Linked DNA regions of Mus musculus: region 2 is linked to region 1. A link is a contact called in public HiChIP or PLAC-seq data. All regions are on one chromosome and are shown on one strand. Each heading gives the region's core, a stretch centred on a gene start, on an enhancer-like site or on the middle of the called end of the contact. The rest is flanking DNA. Distances are from core to core; before and after follow the strand shown. Region 1 holds the start of Pou2f2 (POU domain, class 2, transcription factor 2). Region 2 holds the start of Erich4 (glutamate rich 4).

Evidence for each region. HiChIP or PLAC-seq counts read pairs in DNA pulled down with a chosen protein or histone mark.
Region 2: a contact with region 1 is called in an H3K4me3 HiChIP or PLAC-seq map of embryonic stem cells, with 8 times the contacts expected there. The contact joins the promoter of Erich4 here to the promoter of Pou2f2 in region 1. A contact is called at or near these places in 2 of 39 promoter capture datasets (embryonic stem cells and liver), 1 of 484 Hi-C or Micro-C datasets (palatal mesenchyme) and 2 of 115 datasets of contacts at active chromatin or transcription factors (both in embryonic stem cells).

The regions. Positions count from the first base shown.
Region 1 is chr7:25,130,602-25,134,813 of GRCm38.p6, forward strand. It overlaps Pou2f2 (POU domain, class 2, transcription factor 2), which reads right to left and starts at 1,859. Exons shown (of 15, transcript NM_001163554.1): 1 at 1,824-1,859. The coding sequence starts at 1,851.
Region 2 is chr7:25,613,782-25,617,993 of GRCm38.p6, forward strand. Erich4 (glutamate rich 4) reads right to left here and starts at 2,072. Exons shown (of 2, transcript NM_001039243.4): 1 at 1,882-2,072; 2 at 839-1,519. The coding sequence starts at 2,055. The coding sequence ends at 1,283.

The DNA.
Region 1 (4,212 bases), core at 609-3,108:
ACACACACACACACACACACACACAACCTATAGGGAGACACACACTCAGATGATGCCATAGGGTGGTGTATAAAAAAACCAACCCCATCCAGATACATGCATACACACATGCACTTACTCATATCCAGAGTGACACACACACATTCGCATATTCAAAGGCACAGGCAATCTGATATGCATACACCCGTGTCCAGAGTCAGTTCATTCTGAGAGGTAACCACGAAGACCTCTGAGACTCTCCAGGGTGGAGAGCCTGAGATCAGACGGTGAGTGATCTGCCCGAGGCCACACGATGTATTAATCACATCCTTACGATGGATTGATTCTTGCCAATGCTACACGGTGAAAACCCATAACAGTTCTCCTGGGTAGGACTTTTTCTTTTTTTTTTCACCCTACAGAAATCCCCAGTAAAAAGTCTAATGCTTTGTCCAGTGGCTACAAGTTCTCACTTGAAATGAGTCCATAGTGAAGCCGCTATATGTGTGCAGATGGCAGTCTGGACTTCATATGTACACTGAACAAGTAGATATGTGTACACCCACACGGCCACCTCAGTAAATAAATACCTGTCAATCCTCATCTTTCTACTGTCTACCACCATCATTTTTATATCCTAGCTCAGAGAACTCCTCCAGGAAGCCCTCCCTACTACCATGACAACAGAACTAGATAACTTCTGGACTCTATCATCTCTGCTCCACCCTCCACCCTCCAATCCCAGGTCTGATCACCACAGGATTGTCCTTTCCACTGAACTCGTGACTCCAGAAAAGCAGACCTGAAGCTGCCTAGCCCTGATATATCTTCAACACCAATATCCAACATAGAACGGCCCGGTAACCAGCGGTTGTTGAAGGGACTTGGCGATGCCCCCCACATACTGATGCATGTTGGACGGATGCACGCCAAGCCAACACTCACACCTACGGTCACCCAGGAGCTCGACGCACACTCGACCAAAGCTCCAGAAAAGCAGTCATGAAGTACTGATCCTTGGAATATCTCAGCACTGGTATTATCACCTTACACTTCCCAGTACTCTGCTGAGGTATGCTAAGTCTGCGCAGAGATGCATACCTTCTACGAAATGAGTCCCCAAGCGCAAATCACCTGATACGGTGCCTGCACCGTATCCAGCTCACCCAGGCAAGCATGTAGTAACTCAAAGACATAGAATGCATGCGCCACGGAGAAAGTCAGAGCAGGATAAGGAGACTGAGGGATATATAAGATTAGTGCCATTTTGCAGAATAAATGAAGTGGATCAAGAAGAAATCACTGCTACGGGCACACAGGAATGCCACGCACAGCAGCCCTCCCCCCTGCACACCCAGGAGAAATAGCAATAAGCACAGGACGCAGGACACCACACCCACACTCACACATATGCACACCTGCACCACACAAACGCAACTGCTTGGTCTTCCAAACCTGTTGCAGCCCTGTGTCTAAAGAATCGCCCACGCTGCCCAGCCCACCAGTTCCCCATATGAAGTCCAGCAAAAAACAAAACAAAACAAACAAACAAACAAACAAAAAACCACATGACCCTTCCTTTTTCCTGTTCCCTCAGTGGGGAGACAGACTGGAAGTATACCCCCCCACACACACACCCCATGCCTAATGCAAAACAGTATCAAAGAGGAGCTGAGGAGGGGGACTAGGTGAAGGAAGGAAAAGATGTTACTAAAGCACGGGGCCTCCCAAACAAGGGGGACAGCCGAAGAGGAGGTGCAGGAACCGTTGGCAGAGGTGGTCAGCAGAACGGCCCTAATATGCTATTTGTCCTCGCCACCCATGAGAAGGCATCAGCCTCTTACCTGGAGCCCCCATGCTGGAATGAACCATGCTGCCCGCCAGCCAGGGCTGGGGAACAACTGTGTCATCTCCCCGCCCTCTCTGGGGGCCAGCCCTCCCTGCCGGAAGTCACCCCGGGAGGAAACCACAGGGCCGGTCCGCCCCCTTCGGAAGGGAAAATACCCTGGCCCACAGGCCGACCCCAGCGGCCCAGGCGACCCCAGATCATGAGTGTATTTGAGTAGGGGCTTAGTCGGGTGGAAAGCGAGGACGCTGGAAGAACTGACTCTTGCTGGGGCCACACTAGGAGGTATCTATACAGTCCTTCTGCCCCCGCAGCACGGAGGGGTGGGGGCGAACACATCTGGAACAGGGCGTGTGGGGCTGTGAGAGAAGGTGAGGCTATACAATAACAATGGCAAACACAATTTGAGGTTTGTTCGAGGAGGGATCTCTCAGTGCCTAACCCTGCACCTCCCACGTAACAGGTGTCATAGTTTGACAGTATTTTGTGATTCGTCTTACAAACGACAAGACTGAAGATCAGAGAAGGGAGCAGTGGCTTTCTCAAGGATCCAGGGCCAAGATGCATCAAAGTAAAAAAAAAAAAAAAAAGGGGATGCTCAGGATGCTGTGGACAGACCAAGGCTTGCAACCTGTGCCACAGGTAAGGCATCCCGGGCCAATAGTGCCCATGAGCAGTGGCACAGTGGCAGTTAGGGCGAGGGGTGGAGGCCTAAGTCAGAGACAGCTAGAAGCCTGTCAGAGGGCAAACGCGTGCACCCGGGGCAGTGGAGCTGAGCTTGAGTCCTCAGGGTTCCTGTGGAGCGCTTTCAGCGAGCCGCTCCGCTCTCAGTCCTGCGGTTTTCCTGAAGCCCGCCAGAGGGCGGCAGCGTCCAGTCAATGGGCAGGAGGGCGGGGCCGGCTTCAGAGGAGGGAGCCCCGCCCTCCGCTCCATCCCGGCCCGCATCCTCCCCCGCCCCGCGCGCACACCTGCGAGGGTCACACAAAGGCGCAGGACTCGGGCGCACAGTAGCGCAGACAAAGGCAGGCGCGAGCCAACTGCCCTCTTCTCCCTCTCAGCTTCCTGGAGTCCGAGTTGCTGAGCTGCCTTGGCATCTCTTAAACAGTTCTCCTATCCACTAGGGCCATCCAGGACACTTTACACCCCAAGTGGAGGGTCCCCCAAACCACACGCGTGCACACATAGACGGCTGGATTCATCCTTCTACATACATGCATACACTGAAGTATTTCTTCTCAGACCAACCCTCCAGCATTTCACACGAATGCACACACAGAGATTCACTAGTGCACATCTCTACCATGGCCCCAATATCACCCCTCCCCGCAGACCAAGCTTCATCAGCTACATATGCTCTACTACTTCACCCAGACCCACAGGGCAGAGGGCACATCTACACATATGGCCAACGCAGGCCAGGTTACATGTGCCCACACTCCCATGTGCACAGCCATGAAGGACACAAAGAACTACATGGGTGCCCTCTGCCCCCAGCCCTGTGCAGGTGGACACCCCAAGACCTGGCAGATGGTCCTGACAGGAACGAACTCAGCTCTTAAGCTGCACACAGAGGGGACAGTTCCTGGGCATCTACACTCTATAATATCCCATTATCGGAAAGACCATTTCAGAGGGCATTTGCCGACCGCACAGCGGCTGGCGGCAGATTTTCTATACACGAGGGTCTTCCCAGCAGAAGTTGGGGGCAGTAAGGTAGCAGGTTTTTGTCTTGAAGCCTGATTTACCCAGTAAGCTCCATTTTCATTTAGGATTTATCTTTTGAGGGAGTGGTGGTACTTAGCACGATATGGAGGGATACAACCCAGACAAGGCCCCTCCCCCATAGTCTACCCTTTACCAATTCAACATCGTGCAGGCCAGAGACACATTCACCAGGCTGGGTCCCAGATGGTGATCTAGGAAAAGAAGGGACACCCATTTCCAGTGAGGCCCTCCTGGATCTTCAAGTGAGGCCAGAGTGGGAAGGCCTCGATGGTTCCCTAAGGATAAATTCTATTCCTATGGCCTTCCGTGCTGAAAGCTGTGTCTGAGTCTCTGGGCCTATGCAGGAGATGCTGAAGGAGGGGAGAAAGACAAAGGGGCAGAGTGTGGGGCACATGGCTTAGATGGTGAGGGGAACTGGCAGATTGGAATGGGATAGGTAGGGTGTGGAGAGCGGCTTCCCTGCCAAGGAAGGGGTCTGGACCCTCATAATGAGTAGGGTAGGTAGGGAATAGGCATTGGGGAGCAGTGGGGGCCACACTGAGGTGCAGGGAACCTGCGGGGAGGCAGCATAGAGGAGGCCAGGCTGGGCTCAAGGCTGAGCGGTAATTAAAGGAGACGCAGGGGGCTCCCCAGGGCCAGCGGGGCCGGTAACTGACACGCGG
Region 2 (4,212 bases), core at 822-3,321, 480 kb after region 1:
CACACACATACACAGATGCTGTGGTATGCACAAACTCACACCTAAACACATACACAGATGCTGTGGTATGCACAAACTCACAGTCACGCACATACACACAGAATGAGAAAAAGGGAGACTACCAGGCACGGTGGCGCACACCTTTAATCCTGGAGTTCACAGGCAGAGGCAGGAGAATCTCTGTGGGTTCCAGGTCAGCCTGAGATGGCTCAGCGGTTAAGAGCACTGACTGTTCTTCCAGAGGTCCTGAGTTCAATTCCCAGCAACCACATGGTGGCTGACAACCATGTGTAATGAGATCAGATGCCCTCTTCTGGTGTGCCTGAAGACAGCAAGAATAGGAAAGGAAAGGAAGAACGGAACCAGTTTAGGGCATGGCTCATAGGCAGGAGCATTTGCTATAAAAACCTAAAGGCCAAAACCAGACCCCCATCTCCCATGTGAAAAGGCCAGGCGCAACCATGCGGGCTTGTAATCCCAGCATTGGGGGTAGGGGGCAGAGCAGGTAGATCCCAGTCTGGCCACAGTGGGATGCTTCCAGTTCAGAGAAGAGACCTTGTGTCAAGGGTTTACAGTGGAGAGCCATAGAGGAAGACGCCCCCACACACCTGCACACAGAAGTGCACATATATCACATACCACACACGGAAAATGGTTAAAATAATCAATTTATGTTATACAACTGCAATAAAAGTATATAAAATCCAGCACTCGGGAGGCAGAGGCCAGCCTGGTCTACAAAGTGAGTTCTAGGACAGCCAGGGCTATACAGAGGAACCCTGTCTTGAAACCACACACACACACACACACACACACACACACACACACACAAAGCATATAAAATCAATATTTTATTTCACATATTCAGAATATCATTTCAACCTGTAGTTGTCGAGCTGTTTAAACTGTTGATCGGTTTTACCACAGAGGTGTTTGACCTTTGTCCACCTCTCATCTCAGTCCGAACCCACCACGTTTCAATTGCTTACCGGCCATGGGGCCTACCACACTACGCAGAATTGGTCTTCAAACCTGTCTGCCAAGATTCTGTCACTTCAGCCAAGCACCTGGTCTCCAGGTCACACTGCAACATCTCTACAGACACACGGGTGGCTTTTGTGCCCCTCCCAAATCTGCAATCACACCTGCCCACAGCACCCAGGTCCCTGCCAGGATCTCCAACTGTTTTGTGGGTCTGCCGAAGGAGCACCCTTGATTCTCAATCTCCGTTTTTTTCCTTTGCATGAATTTGCATCTCATTTGCGTGTCAAGCTAAATGACCTCAGATGGTCATCTCGAAGTCAGGGAGGCGCTGGGCTGGATAGGAGCTCCGGGAACGTTCTTCGTCCTGCTTCTCCTCGGGCCCTTTGTTCTCTTCAACACAGCTCTTCTCCTCCTGCTCCTCTTCCTCTTCCTCCTCTTCCAGGATAGTGACCAGCTCTTCCCGAAAGGTCCCCATCTCCAGTCCCAGGTCACACAGCTGTCCCAACAGCTGGACATCCACTCGTCGCAGGTTCCCCTGTAGGAATAAAGGAACACCATGGGGAGGCTCCACGGGGAGCCTGCCAGAGCTCCATGGGGGCAAGTTTCAGCTCAAGTCCTGTCCTGCCTGGCCAGGGCCCTCACCTCTGTCTCATCTCCGGCTCCGTTTTCTCATCCTTGCCTTTGGGCTCTCCCAGCCCCCATTCCATCTGAGGTCCTGTCTGATCCTGCTCTGGGTCTCTGATTTCTATCTCTGTTCTCCGAGACTGACTCCAATCCTGTCTCTCATGCTCTGTCCCCACCCTGGCCCAGGCCCCGCTGATCCTCGGCTACGTCTACCTTTATCAATATTCACTCATGTTCCTCGTTCTCTCCTATCTCTCTAAGGCCCTCACTCACCAGCTCCTCCCAGATCCATAGAATCAGCTCCCTGGCACCCCCAAGTTCTGCCCCTGAAGACATAAGGGCCTGACCGGGGTTCCCTTCTGGCGGGGGCACCCTTAGGGCCTTGGGGAGTGGACCCAATCCACTGGGCTCCAGTCCAGCCTGCTTCAGCTGCACCCACGGCTCCATAGTCCGAACCATGGACTGAAGAGCAGGAAGTAGCAAGGTCCAAGTGACCCAGTCCCCTGGGGAGCTGTGGGATGCAGGGAAGGCGGGGAGGGGCTGGCAGATATATCCCAAAGTCCATTCTTCACTGTGAATCAGCTGGCCACATTTTCTCTCTTCCTTCCTTCCTTCCTTCCTTCCTTCCTTCCTTCCTTCCTTCCTTCCTTCCTTTCTTTCTTTCTTTCTTTCTTTCTTTCTTTCTTTCTTTCTTTTTTCTTTCCTTCTTTTTTTCTGAAGTCCAACCTCCATGATCTCACAGGGTTCAAAGATAGCCGTGAGCAGAGGTCCAGCTTCACCCTGTTGCCCCTCAGGCTGACACCCCCACACCCCACACTCCTGCTTAGGATACCTGGTGCTTGGTGCTCAGTACCTGTAGGGGCTGAGCTGTCTTCCTTCCTAGGCCCTCCCTGTTGCCAGCCTTCCTCAGCCTCTTTAGCGGAATGACTTTGGTCAGCCCCCAACCCGGTCCTTGTCTGTCCCCTGCCGGGGCTTTGCCACCAGTGTGCCTGAAGAGCCTCTGTATGGAAGCTGCAGGCTAGGATACAGAAGCTAGTTCTGCTAGCGCGGACTTGGCAGCATTGTGTCCTTGTAGAGCAGTCAGGACTGGGAGGTGCTTGGGTCTTGCTAGGTTATGCCAGTGGCTCAGGGTCCGGGCTTAGACCTCAGCTGCTCACCCTCCTGAGCCCAGACTCCAATTCTGCAAGGCTCATATCTTGACATCTGTGTGGTAAGCACAGAACTCCCACTTTGGACCCACCCCACTAAACCCATTTTCCGTTGATGTGGAAACAAGTCACCATAAGCTGGGCATCTTATAGCAATGCAAGGGGTGCATCAAAGGTTAAAGGTGCTTGCTACCAAGACTAATAATCTGAGTTCAAGCCCCAGGACCCACAGGATGAAAGGAGAAAACTTACTCTTACAAGTTGTCCTCTGACCTACACACACACACACACACACACACACACACACACACACTTCAATCACACTTCCGTCCCTAGCACTGCAAGGAGAGAAGATAATTCTCTTGCTACTCTGAGGCATAAAGTAGGTACACTGGGCGTGGCTGCTTCTGGAAACTCTAGGAAAGAATCCACGCTCTCCTCTCCTGAGCTTCTGGAAACTTCCTGCTTTCCTGTGTCACTCCAAACTTTTGAGTCCGGCATCCTGACTCCTGCTGACTCCACTGGCCATCCTTCTGATGAGACCCACCTGATTCATTACCCGGTCACCTATGATAACACCCCATCTCAAGGTCCTTAAACTGGCCAGCTGGTGTTGTCACACGCCTTTAATCCCAGCACTGGGGAGGCAGAGAGGCAGGTGGATCTCGGAGTTCGAGACCAGCCTCGTCTATGGAATGAATTCCAGAATAGCCAGAGCTACACAGAAATACCCTGTCTTGAACCCTTCCTGCAAAAAAAAAAAAAAAAAAAAAAAAAAAAAAAAAAGGAGCCTTAAGCTTGGCCTTGAGGTACACATCTATGATCCCAGCTCTGAACTATAAAGCAATATAGGAAAGGGGGTGGGGCTCAGAGCGGAGGGGAGGAGAAGGTAAAGGCTTCTTAAAGTAATAGAATGTGGTGGTTTGAAGGAAAATGTCCCCCATAGGCTCAGACAGTTGGGTGGTCGGTGGTGGACTGGGGAGGTTTAGGGGGACCCTCAGTGGAGGAAGGACCTCGTTGGAGGTGAGCTTTGGGAGTTTAAGGCCCAGTCATTTCAGTTTGCTTTCTCTGCCTCTGGCTTCAGCTGAAGATGGAAGCTCTCTGCTTCTTGTTCCTGACACCATCCCTGCTGTTTGCTACGATTTGTGCCCACTATGATGGCCGCTTAGCCCTCTGGAACTGCAAGCCAAAACAACCTCCCTTCTGTAGGTTGCCTTGAGTCACAGCATTTTATCACAGCAACAGGAAAGTAACAGCTACATACAGACTCTAAGGATTACAGCCCAAGGACATCTGTGGTTGGGGGCTGTTCGGTCTCGACACACCCACCGCTCCCTGCTTCTCCATTTCCATGAGTGGCCCCTTTTGGTTTCTCAGGCTTTTGTCTGTAGCAGCCCTCACCTCGGCCACCCACCCCTCATTCATTCACCTCTACTATGCAGTAGTCGCTTTGCTG